2 separate regions of the Gossypium hirsutum genome follow, and region 2 is linked to region 1. The links are chromatin contacts, called in public Hi-C maps. All regions are on one chromosome and are shown on one strand. The core of a region is the stretch at or near the end of the contact, and the rest is flanking DNA. Distances in the headings are between cores, read along the strand shown. Region 1 holds the start of LOC107914391 (18.5 kDa class IV heat shock protein). Region 2 has its middle 28 kb from the start of LOC107914916.

The links. Hi-C and Micro-C count contacts between places; a contact is called where the count stands out from the background.
Region 2: a contact with region 1 is called in a Hi-C map of leaf, with 1.6 times the contacts expected there. The contact joins the enhancer-like site here to the promoter of LOC107914391 in region 1. A contact is called at or near these places in 6 of 34 Hi-C or Micro-C datasets (anther, callus, hypocotyl and 2 more).

Annotation. Positions count from the first base shown.
Region 1 is chrA10:15,343,237-15,349,223 of Gossypium_hirsutum_v2.1, reverse strand. LOC107914391 (18.5 kDa class IV heat shock protein) reads right to left here and starts at 3,011. Exons shown (of 1, transcript XM_016843292.2): 1 at 2,171-3,011. The coding sequence starts at 2,956. The coding sequence ends at 2,333. It overlaps LOC121208238, which reads right to left. Exons shown (of 7, transcript XM_041078784.1): 7 at 5,100-5,394. The coding sequence ends at 5,334.
Region 2 is chrA10:15,527,809-15,533,637 of Gossypium_hirsutum_v2.1, reverse strand. No RefSeq gene overlaps it. Among protein-coding and RNA genes, the nearest start is that of LOC107914916, 28 kb to the right of the region's middle. Within about 2 kb of position 3,302, at least 3 of the 9 cell types and tissues checked have an H3K27ac peak or open chromatin away from gene starts, as enhancers often do. A contact at or near this core is called in hypocotyl and leaf, where this site is marked.

The DNA of each region.
Region 1 (5,987 bases), core at 1,762-4,261:
ATAATGACTTTACCGTTATAATTAAAATTATTTATGAATTTGTAATCTAAATCTAAAAATATTCCATTTAAAAAGCGAACTTTGTAGGCAAATATGGAATGAAGATTGTGAAGGTAACAATGGTAGAGCCATATAAAATAAAAATATAACTTTCAATTATTTTGTGTTAAATTTGAAGTAAGAGAAAATTGTGATTAAAGACAGCATATTTGATTATTCAAAGCAATTTAAGTATAGTATTTTAAAATTATGGTAACAAGTTTCAAGTTTATCACATCAGATTTATAAATGAATGCTTCTGAATTTTTGGATCACCTGGATACTGCAATACTAAAGATGAAATTATATGCTTTTTTTTTTATTCCACTAGTGATTTTAAATTTTACAACTTAATACCCTCTCACCATCAACTCTAAATTTCATAATCACAGGTACAAGGTCGGGTCTTGATTCAATATCTTTTATTTTCTTTCTCAACTTGTTTCTTATTTGAAAAGTTTGCATTCATTATTTATTTAATATTGGAAATTTAAAAGATTTAATTAATAAATTATAAATAGGGTGGAATCGAATTTACAGTTATTGTAAGAATTTCGAGACTTAGATGCAGTATATTTAATTTACTTTTTATTTTACGCTACACTATCTAATATTATCACCATCATTTTATAATTTTTTTTAATATAAAAAAATGTCAATTTCTCTCAAATATTTTCTTTCCAAATTAAAAAACTTAAAGATTATAATAATATATTAAACAACAACATGGTACGAAAAAGAAAAAAAAATAAGTCAAATAAATAACATAATTTATACAAAAATATTTAGCGAAAAGTCTTTTACATAAAGAGCTGAAAAGAAGATAATTTGTATTTTTGTTTTGTGCTTTTAATCGTGACATCAAATCCTTAAATTCCTTTCTTTTTCTCTCGATAATGTTGAGACATTACCCAAAGAACAAAATTCATTAGCAAGACATATAAATCAAAATATAAAAAAAAAAATCACAAACCTAATATATATAGATATAAGCCAAATCAATTAATTTGTGAAATTTGCTTTAAAATCCATACTCAACCTTTAAATTTAGCCTTTCAAGCCCTATCATATATTAATATTTAATTATTATATAATTAAAAAATAAAAAATATTTTGATAATATAAATTATAACCTAGACACAATAATAGGGTCTTGAACCTAGAGGTATTCATGAGACAATCTGGGCCGATTTCAAAAAACAGGCTTAAAATTTTATTCAAGCTCGACTTGAATAAAAATATTAAAACTCAAGCCCGGTCCAACCCACCCATATTAATTTTTATATTATTTTAAAATTATATAATACATCAAAAATACTAAAAACATCAAAATAAATATTTCTAAAAAATTGAAAATAAATTTTAAAAAATATATAGACTTAAATACCATTAAAATAAATACAACTTAACAAGTAAATACCTCTAAAATAATAAAAAAATTAACAAATACTTATAAAATAATAACAAAGTTAACAAGAAAATAAATTTTATACAATATCTAAATAATAACAACATAATAATAAAATAATAACAAAATAAAAAAAATAACATTCAAAAATAAAAAAAAATATATATATAAATTTTTTATCCTTTAATAAATTCGAGTTGAACCAAGCCGAGCTAAACCTAGGCTAAAAATATTTTACCCAAGACTTATCTGACCCAAGACTCAATTCATTTTTTAAATTCATTTTTTAAATTAGCCACTCTTTTTTTGTCCAAACTTATTTTTTGGCCTATATTTTTACTCCTCTCACATTTCGAGCGAACTCTCGAGCCAAATAGCCAGACCCATGAAAAACCCTACCTGGATCCATCCATCCCTGGGTGTCATCATCTTCAGCCCCTTTGGAATTGTTCATCCTTTTACCAGTTCCAACAATTTACCATTTCGAGTTTCGATTTCTTTATCTTAAAAATGAAGTTCCGAAATTGTTTCAACTTGTTCATGTCTATTAACAAAACTTAGATTCTTTCCCCTGAATAATGGAATTTTCTCTTCCACCTCAACATCCTCTACTCATCTAATCTTTAATTTTATCCAAATATCTTCTGACAGGCGGTGATGAATTGAGGTATTGTATCGGCTTGAATTCTGTTCCTAACTTCTTAAACCAAAGTTGAAGCAAAGTACACAACACAAAAGTGCTTTTATTACTACTAAAACTACTGTTCTAGTACAAGAACCGACTTACTCTTTGACATTAAACACATTTTTTCAAGCTTCAAAACAAAACAAACACCATAGAGTAGAGCATCACTTGACATTTTGCATTAAAAAAAAAAAGTGAAATTACTCTGTGATTTCAACGACCCTAACATTTGGCCTCTCCGGAGCTTGAGTTTGCTTCCCAATAGTGACGATGAGCATCCCATTCTCCATAAAACCTTCAATCTCATCAGTCCTTGCATTGTCGGGCAACTTGAACCTGCTCATGAAGTTACCATTTTCAGTGCTTATCTGAAGCATCCTGTCATCATCGATGAAAACCAGAACTTCATCTCTGGTGACCCCTGGAAGGTAGGCTTTGTAGACATGGGCCCTTGGGGTTTCTACACAGTTGAGTTGGGTTCCCAAGGAGGGGAAAATTTCAGAGGAGAAACCAGGGAAATGGGTGGAAAGAAATGAAGGGAAAGGGAAAGGGAAAGAATGGGAGAATGGGTTCAAAACATCCAAGTTGTTGAATGGATCCCATAATTCAAGAGAGAAAGGATCAGTGGGTGTGCCTTGTTGGCCATTGATCGGGACAATTGACATGGTTTCTTTCTGGTGGGTTTGGAGTGAAGGAGTGTGTTGAAAGCTCTTGATTTTGGAAACACAGTAAACAGAAGAAAGAGCAAAGTCTAGTTTAATGCGCTCCAACCTCAATGAGGAAATGAACAAAAAGGAAATCTCCACCAGGGGCATAATTGACATTTCGTCTTTTCCGGCACTTTCTAGAATGATATGTTGGTATGAGAGTTTGAGGCTTCAACTGAGGTTTAGCCCACTCTAGAGCACCGTATTCTAGGCTTTTCCATTATTTTTACTTTTTAACTATGAAGATTCCATTACAGGTCGAAAGGTTAAAAAAATTCAGAACACATAAAAAGTATAAGGGGTTTTAAGCCCAAGCCCAGTACCCAAGTTGGAGTGGGGAGTCTGGTTGGTGAAAGATGTCTGTAACACCTGATCAAATATTAGACCATATGAAAACAACACTTAGTCGTAAAAAAACTGCTACAACAACAAAACAAAAAAATAAGAATAACATTACTAAATTTCAAACAAGCCAAGAACAAACTCATCATTGGACTTCAACCACCAAAAACACTATGAACTGGTGCGTTTTTTCTCATAATCTTCCCGATGGATCTCCGCATAGCCCCAACAAGAAATGCTCTTCGAATCAAGTGTACAGTGTCAAACTTGAGAAAAACGAGCCTCTACTAGCGACCGGTCAAGCCTGAGAAATAAGAGGCTCGGCACAAGCCCCACAGTGGGGGAGTCCATGAAAAATGCAGGTTTACTTACATGAATTAGTTATAATTTCACTTAAAAATTTAGATCATATGTTATTATGAAGAATTAATTTAATACAGAACGTAGTTCATAACAATAAGTGAAAAGTTATAGAACTAAAATAAAACTTAAAAAATTAATTTTTTTTAAAAAATTGGTTGTTGTCGCAAAATATTATTATAAAGACGATATTTTGTATTTAGCACCTAAGTTTAACTTCAGTATTCAAGTTGATACTTAAAATTTAGCTTTAATGTTCACTTTGGTACCTAAGTTTTTCTATTTTGATACTTAAAATTTTTTTGTCTTAATTAGGTACCTGAGTTTAGTTTCAATATGTTCAATTTGGTACTTATGTTTTTTTACTATAGCATGTGTTGAAAATTTTTTGGGCCACATAATCTCATTTGGTTTAGATACCAAATTGAATATTGAAACCAAATCCAAGTACCAAATTGAGACAAAAAAACCTCAAATACCAAATTAAATACTAAAATCAAACTTAAGCACTGATTGATATATTAACCCAATAAAAAATTAAAAATTATATTGCATTAACCAGGAAAATATTATTGACATTTTAGGAAAATAATTTCTGGAAAATGATTTACTTTTCTGGAAAAGCTAATATTTTCTGGTGTTTGGATGAAACTGTATAAAATATTTTCTGTTGTTTGGTATATTTCTTAAAAACATTTCATAAAAGTTGTTTTCAATTAAACAAACATGCATTTGAGATTTTCTTATTTTCTCATTGTTTAATTAAATTTATTTTTATCTATAATTTTATATTTTACATCGTTTTTGTATATATTAAAAATATTATGTTAAATTCAGATTCATTACAACGTCATTTTTTAATTACATGACTACGATGTCAACAATTGGACTTGATTTTCAAATTTGAAAAGTAAAGGGACAAATTCTTGAAAATAAAAGTACAAAGACTAAATTACAAGTGTACATATATTTTAACCTTTATACTACAAAACATTTATTATTAAAATATTAGTATTGAATATTTTCAATAATATGTGAATAATATTATTTTAAATTATTATTTTTAAAATTTATTATTAAAATAAAATTGAAATATTAAATAATTTATTATTTATTATATCACTAAATATAAATAATTAAATATGTATGTTTAATAATATTGAAAAATATAATATTTTAAATATTTTTAAAAAAAATAAAAATTATTATCAATATAATAATATTAAGCTTGATTTAAGTTAATTTTTATAAAATATAAAATTATCTATAAATGAGCTCTTTTCCGGAAAATGACTTACTGTTTCCAAAATAGTAAGTTATTTTTACAGGAAAAAGAGCTTATTTTATCTTGATCTGTAAGTCATTTTCTGTTGACCAAATTATTTTCTGTGAAACAAACACAGAAAAATGAAAAAAATATTTTTCGTAAAATCTTTTCCATGTAAACAAACGGACCCTTACAATGATAAAGAGATGATGAATTACTGAATCACTGGTCATATTTACAGTGGAAAATCAATAATATTGACATTTAGAAAGCTAAACTATAAAGCAGCAGTTCTCAAAACACGAAATCTCAATAAACTTCAAGAAAAGATGCTCAACAAAATAAAGAAGAAGGTACAAGACATGATTGAATCCTATGTTACTCCGACTTTTCACTTTATCTTTTAGGTACTCGTACTATATCCAGACATGAGTACAGGATATGATCATGAAATCTAGAAAAAAAAATTCAACACACTTGTATACCGCACTCACATTTGAACCTGACTGACGTAGATTGAACACATCAATAGTTTGCCGTAACTCTCAGCGTCAGATAAATCAATATCAATGTCCCCAAACATGACCTGAGCCAAAGAAGGAAACAATAAGCCATTGATCGGAAGGGACTCCTCTGATTACTGTTAGTACTAGGAAACCTTATGGTAGGTTTCAAATACCATGTGCTGCATTACTGCCAAAATTCTGACAACAATGGAGCAAACCTACTTCATTGTAAAAATATTAGACTCCGTCAGGTTAAGGGTAGAGGTGTAACCGCAAGTCCAGTGGAGTTCCAACTGTAAGAAGCTCGATCAACTCAGACTTAGAGACATGAAATTCGGTTTGAGCTTGATTGAGTTTTACTCTTAAAGCTCAAGCTCGATTCCAAATAAATATTGAATTGCTTGAACATGATAGATTAGGCTCAATTAAGTTCATTTACCTAGTAAAATAAGCTCAATTTTCATGCTCAACTTCAAACTCAATTGTTTATGCCCAAGTTCAAGTTGATCTCCCTAACATCTTAAACCTTCTTGTCCTAAGCAAAATATTTCCTCCATAGATGTCAACTAGTTCTTAAGTGTTTTAATTTTGGATATCTACTGGTTATACATAATCCTTATTAATGTATTTCTCTCACTCCTCAATCACGTTAGAACCATGGGATTTGATTACC
Region 2 (5,829 bases), core at 2,053-4,552, 180 kb before region 1:
AGGAGGTCTTAAATAGAAATTTTACCAATTTCTAAGTCTATGGACAAAAATTGGACATGGATGGAATTTTTGGAAAGTTTAGTAGTAAGGGCATTTTGGTCATTTAGGGGTAAAATGAATTAAAATACAAAATTTAAAAGCCAATTTTGCTCATCTTCAACCCCATGGCCGAATATAGCAAGGAGAAACCATGGCTAGGGTTTTTCAAGCTTCCAAGCTCGATTGTAAGTCCATTCTAGCCCCGTTTTTCAAGTTCTTTACGTTTTTGGAGTCCCGATAGCTCGATTAAGCTTATGCTAGCAATAATTTAACCTAGGGTTTATATTTGGAAAAATACCCATAGGTGAAATTTGTGTATTTTGGTGTTTTATGATAGAATATGAGGTTTTAAATTATGTTAGACAACTTGTGCTACTCGGTTTTAAGTGAAAACGAGCAAAAGGGCTTAATCGGTAAAAATACCTATAGTCATAAGTACATGTTAGAGTGAGAATTTGATGTTTCCATAGAAGGGAAAAATGATCAGCATGTCATAAAACATAATAAAATAAGCTGAAGTTTAATTTACGAGCTTTGGGGAAAAAGTGTAAATATGCAAAAGTTTAGGGGCAAAATTATAATTTTTCCAAAATATGATTTTGGGTCAATTTGAATAATGTGAGTCCTAATTAGACTATATTTTAAATGATAGAGCAAGGAAAACTAAAATTCGGGCTAAAATGGGGAAAATACCAAGTTGTGGACGAAACGGTAAAAGTAGCCATTTTCGCATACGAGGTAAGTTCATATGTAAATGTTGGTAACATAGTTATTATTTTAAATGTTTTAATGTTATTTAAATGATATGATAATTATTATGAAATATCATACTTGTGACAATTGTTTGATAATATGTCAAATTATGTGATATACTTGGAAAATGTGAAATACTATCGAGTATCGGTATCGGCATTCCATAGAAGATGGTTGAGACACATGATTGGGAAAAAGGTCCCATTGAACCTTAGGAATGGATTAGGATACAAGTGACTTGTCACTAGGATGGTTGAGCATCCGAACTCGTTGAGTTGAGTCCGAGTTCACTTATGGATGCAAATGTCCGAACTCGTTGAGTTGAGTCCGAGTTCGTGAGATGTAACTAGGCATCCGAACTCGTTGAGTTGAGTCCGAGTTCACTCATGGATACGAACGCCCGAGCTCGTTGAGTTGAGTCCGAGTTCGCTTATGGACGGGTTACATAGTAGCTTGGCTACATATGTGGCACTTATGTGCAAACTTTCCATGTATTCGAATTATATTCCGATGTGTTCAACGGGTAAAGTTCTACTCAAATGGAGGAATACTCAAGATGAAAGGGACGTATTGGTTGTGAAATGGATACTTTGAACAGGTATGTACTTAACCCTCGGGTTGAAAACTCGATATAACAACAATATGGTAAGATGATAAATGAAAATGTGATATGAATGTCTTGGTGATGATTATGCAAATGATGTTTTATGTTTGCTTATATGGTTATGTTAAATGCTATTTGCATGTGAACTTATTAAGCATTTATGCTTACTCCCTCCTTTTCATTCCTTGTAGTTTTGACAAGCCAGCTCGGAAATCGGGAACGGTCGGAGGCTCGCTCACACTATCCGTATACCATCTTGGCATAATGGCTTGTATATTTTGAGTATGGCATGTATAGCATTATAATCATTTTGTATATATGGTCTTATGATATGGTTATTGAGTGGTATGGAAATGCTTGGTAATGATTAGCCATTGGAATGGCTAATCATGATCATATTTGGTGTTATGTATGTCAAATTGCTAGCTAATCCATGGAAACCATGAAATAGGTAAAATTTACCATAAAATAGATTCAGACAGCATTAGTGACGTGAATTTGAAAAATCACTAAAAATTGTAGAAATGGAATTAAATAATTAATAAGTTATGGAATCGAAGCTTGATGAGTCTATTTTCATATGGAAGAAGCAAAACAGGTATATGAGCTATATTTTATGAGATGTTTAAATTTTTGTGAAATAGGGCCAGAGCGATTTTTGGATCCCCTGTTCTGACTTTGGAAATTCACCATAAATTTTACAAAAATAATTAGAAGTCATGCTTTATATGTAGAGATTCCTTATTGAGTCTAGTTTTATTAGAGACAAACGTCATAGTCATTGAAGCTCTGTACAGGGAGATATCTGATTCGTAATACATAGAGTTCAGAGTAGTCAAACCCTGAAATAGGGGAGACTTTAACTAATAAACTGTACTAATTGGCCTGACCAAAAATTCTAGAAAAAAATTAGTAGATATATATATGAGTCTAGTTTCAGGAAAAATTTACGGAATTGGATTTCTAGTTTTGGAACTCGAGATATGATTTTTAAAGCGACTGTGATGCAGTTAGCCAGCTTGTCTGGAAATTTTAAAATGAATTGTATGAGCTGTTTAAGTAATGAATTAAGTCCGTTAACACCTCGTGTTCGACTCCGGAAATGATCTCGAGTACGGGGCGTTACAGTTCAGCCCCTCACAACCTTATTGAAGCATGGTATCGCCTTGGATAAGATTACCAGGCCTTCCAAGTTTTTTATACAAGAAGAAAATTATTGAAGAAATAAGAAGGATTATTGGAAAAGTCGTTCGGTGAGATTTCAATACAAATTGCAGGATTAGAGGCCGTTTCGCCAGGATGGTTGTTTACATCAATTTGGATAAGCCTTTGATTGCTCAAGCCCTTATGAATGGTATGAAACAGAGAGTAGAATATGAAGCGTTGCTGACTATTTGCTTCACTTGTGGGAAGTATGGCCATACAAAGGAATTATGTGTTTCGCTGCAATCGAAGCTCGCACCAAAAAAAGACCAAATAAAGGTTACTCCGACAGAGCTGGGGAAAGGAGAAAGGAGCACTGCTTACGGGCCATGGATGGTGGTCAAAAGAAAAACACGATGTAATGCACGAAATAACAATCTTTCCAAAAAGGATAATAGAGAGAAAGGCAAATCGGGTTCCAGATTTGACACTTGGACTAATTTGGAAGGTTTGGTGGATTTGGAAAATAAGCAGAATAAGGGGGAAGATGAGAAGTTGGTTGATTTTTAGGTTAACTTGAATGCTGGATTTATTGTGGAGAAATAGAGATTTATATCTCAGGGTATCCTAGCTCTAATAAAAGTATACAACTGGGAGGAGATAAAAGGGGATTTGGGCCATTGAGTTTACAAAAGACAGACCCAAGATCTAATGGTCCAGTGGGTCGGTCAACGACCGCAGAAGATGATGTCATAGAAGCAAACAACCCATCATCAAGCAAAACTATGGTGGACCCTTTAAAGAGTGAAGTGCTCTAAGCCAATAACGTGGTGGGCCCAATCTACACAGAAACAGTCCCTCCTTTTAACGAAGCAGGGAGTTCTCCTATGCGTTCATTTTATTCTGATTTTAATTTCACAACTGGTGATGTTTTTTCTTTAATGCACGATAATAATTCCATTTTAACTCCAATAAATACTTCCTGTTTTAACCCAATTTTTGTTGCTCAGGAGGTGAACGTTGATGATGGACCTACAATGACATCCAAGCCAGCTTCATCAATGTTGGATCTGGTTAAAGTTCAGGTTGCTGATTCTTGTGGTAGATTAAATTGTAATAAACACACTGCTATTTTGTTCAAAGGAAAAAGACTAGCTGATGGTGTTAACAAGAATCGGAGTACGAGGAAATTAATGGGGGTAAAGATGGGGTTTCCGGGCCACTAGAAAAATAAATAAAATTGTACATGGGAAAGGGAATAATTTTAAAATAAAAAATTCTTTAAAAATTCCTTTGAGTGATTCTATTTCTAGGTTGGCTCAGTCTATTTCCACACTTAAAAATGTTGATTTAGATGCATCTGACACAAGCACTGGTAAAAGAATTTAATTTCAACTCGTTTTGTTCTGGTTTGATTGGTTTATTGAGGTTTTGTTATTTTTTTAGTATTACTTTCTTGTCTATTTTTTTATGGATTTAAATCTCTAAATTTTTTCTTGGAACTTAAAGGTGTACGAGTAGCAAATTTCTCCGAACTTTTCGTAAGTATAATCTTGAGCATAAACCGGACATTGAGTGTCTTTTAGAGCAGAAAGTCAGTGGTAAAAAAGCTAATTCTATTATTGATAAATTAGGCTTTGATCGTTGTCATTGTATTGAGTTTGTTGGTTTTTCAGGAGGCATATAGGTTGGATGGAAGGACTATATTTCCATAAGTATTATTCATAATCATCCTCAGTTCATGCTTCTTCATATTCAGGGAAATAATTTTTATAATGTATTTTCTATCTTTGTTGTGTATGGTAATCCTGACAGGGCTAAGAGGAAATCTCACTAGACTGATCTAATGGATGTTTTGCCTCAGGATCTTTTGCCATGGTTGATTTTAGGTGATTTTAATGCCATTCTTTCCACTAAGGATAAAAAAAAACGATCGTTCAATAGGTAAGAGATGTAACTTTTTTGGAAATTTTGTAGAATCATGTAATTTGCAGGCTCTTGGATTTAAATGACCTTCATTTACCTAGCAAAGAGGCAATACGCATGAGCGGTTGGATCGAGCCTTAGCTAATGATGCTTGGATTTCTTCCTTTTCGCATACTCTTATTTATCATCTTTCACGTATTAAATCGGATCATAGGCCTTTTCTCTTAAAAACTAATCCTAAGTTCAATGTTTTGAGAAGGAGACTGTTTTGATTCCTTGTAGGATGGACGAAGCATGCGATTTTAAGGAATTAGTCTCAAATAAATGGAGATTCTCAGGTAACATGACTGATTCGTTATCTGAATTTACCTCAAATGTAAAAGATTGGAACAGGTCCATTTAAGGCTATATAAGAACACGTAAAAGACAACTTTTAAAATTACTTGCGAGTATTCGAAAGGCCATGGATCAGTCGACCTCTAGAAGGTAAGTTAACTTGGAGATGGAGGTTCATGATGAATTGGAGAGTGTACTTAATCCCGAGGAGCTTTTATGGAGGCAGAAGGTTAGGTGTGATTTGCTTCAGTTTGGGGACCGAAATACCAAGTTCTTCCATAGTTACACTATGCAAAGAAGGAATTTTAATCGCATTTTGGCCTTGTGCATTAGTAATGGAGAGTGGTGTTCGAATCAACCTATTCTCAGTGATGAGGTCGCCAAGTTTTTTGAGAGATTATATGGTGAAAATCCAAGTCCCATGTCAGATATTCCCTTAAATATCTTTTCTCGCCTTAAGAAGCAAGATATTGACTTTCTCAAAAAATCAGTGTTGAATGACGAAATTAAGAAGGCCCTATTCAATATGGCTCACCGAAAGCTCCGGAAAGTGATGGTTTCCATGCACATTTCTTCCAAAGTTAATGGGATTTAGTTGGAGTGGCAGTTTGTGAGTGGGTTCAGGGAATCTTTGCTGGCAACAGAATTGAGGAAGATCTTAATAACTCTCTTATTGTGCTTATTTCGACAAAGGATCGTCCGGAAGATTTCAATCAATTTTGGCCAATCAGTCTTTGTTCGGTTATGTATAAGTTGGTAATGAAGGTGATCGCTAATAGATTTAAAGTGGTGTTTCTGAATTTTATTTCTCCTGAGCAAGCAGGGTTTATTGCTGGGAGAAACATATCAGATAATGTCATTATTGCACAGGAAGTCATCCATTCAATGCGTAGTAGGAAAGCTGGCAGAAACTGGATGGCCATTAAGTTAGACTTGGAGAAAGCATATGACAGGATTAGCTAGGATTTCATCGATGTGTCCCTTGCTGTTGTTGGGATCCCCGAGGTACTCAGAAAGGTAATTATGGA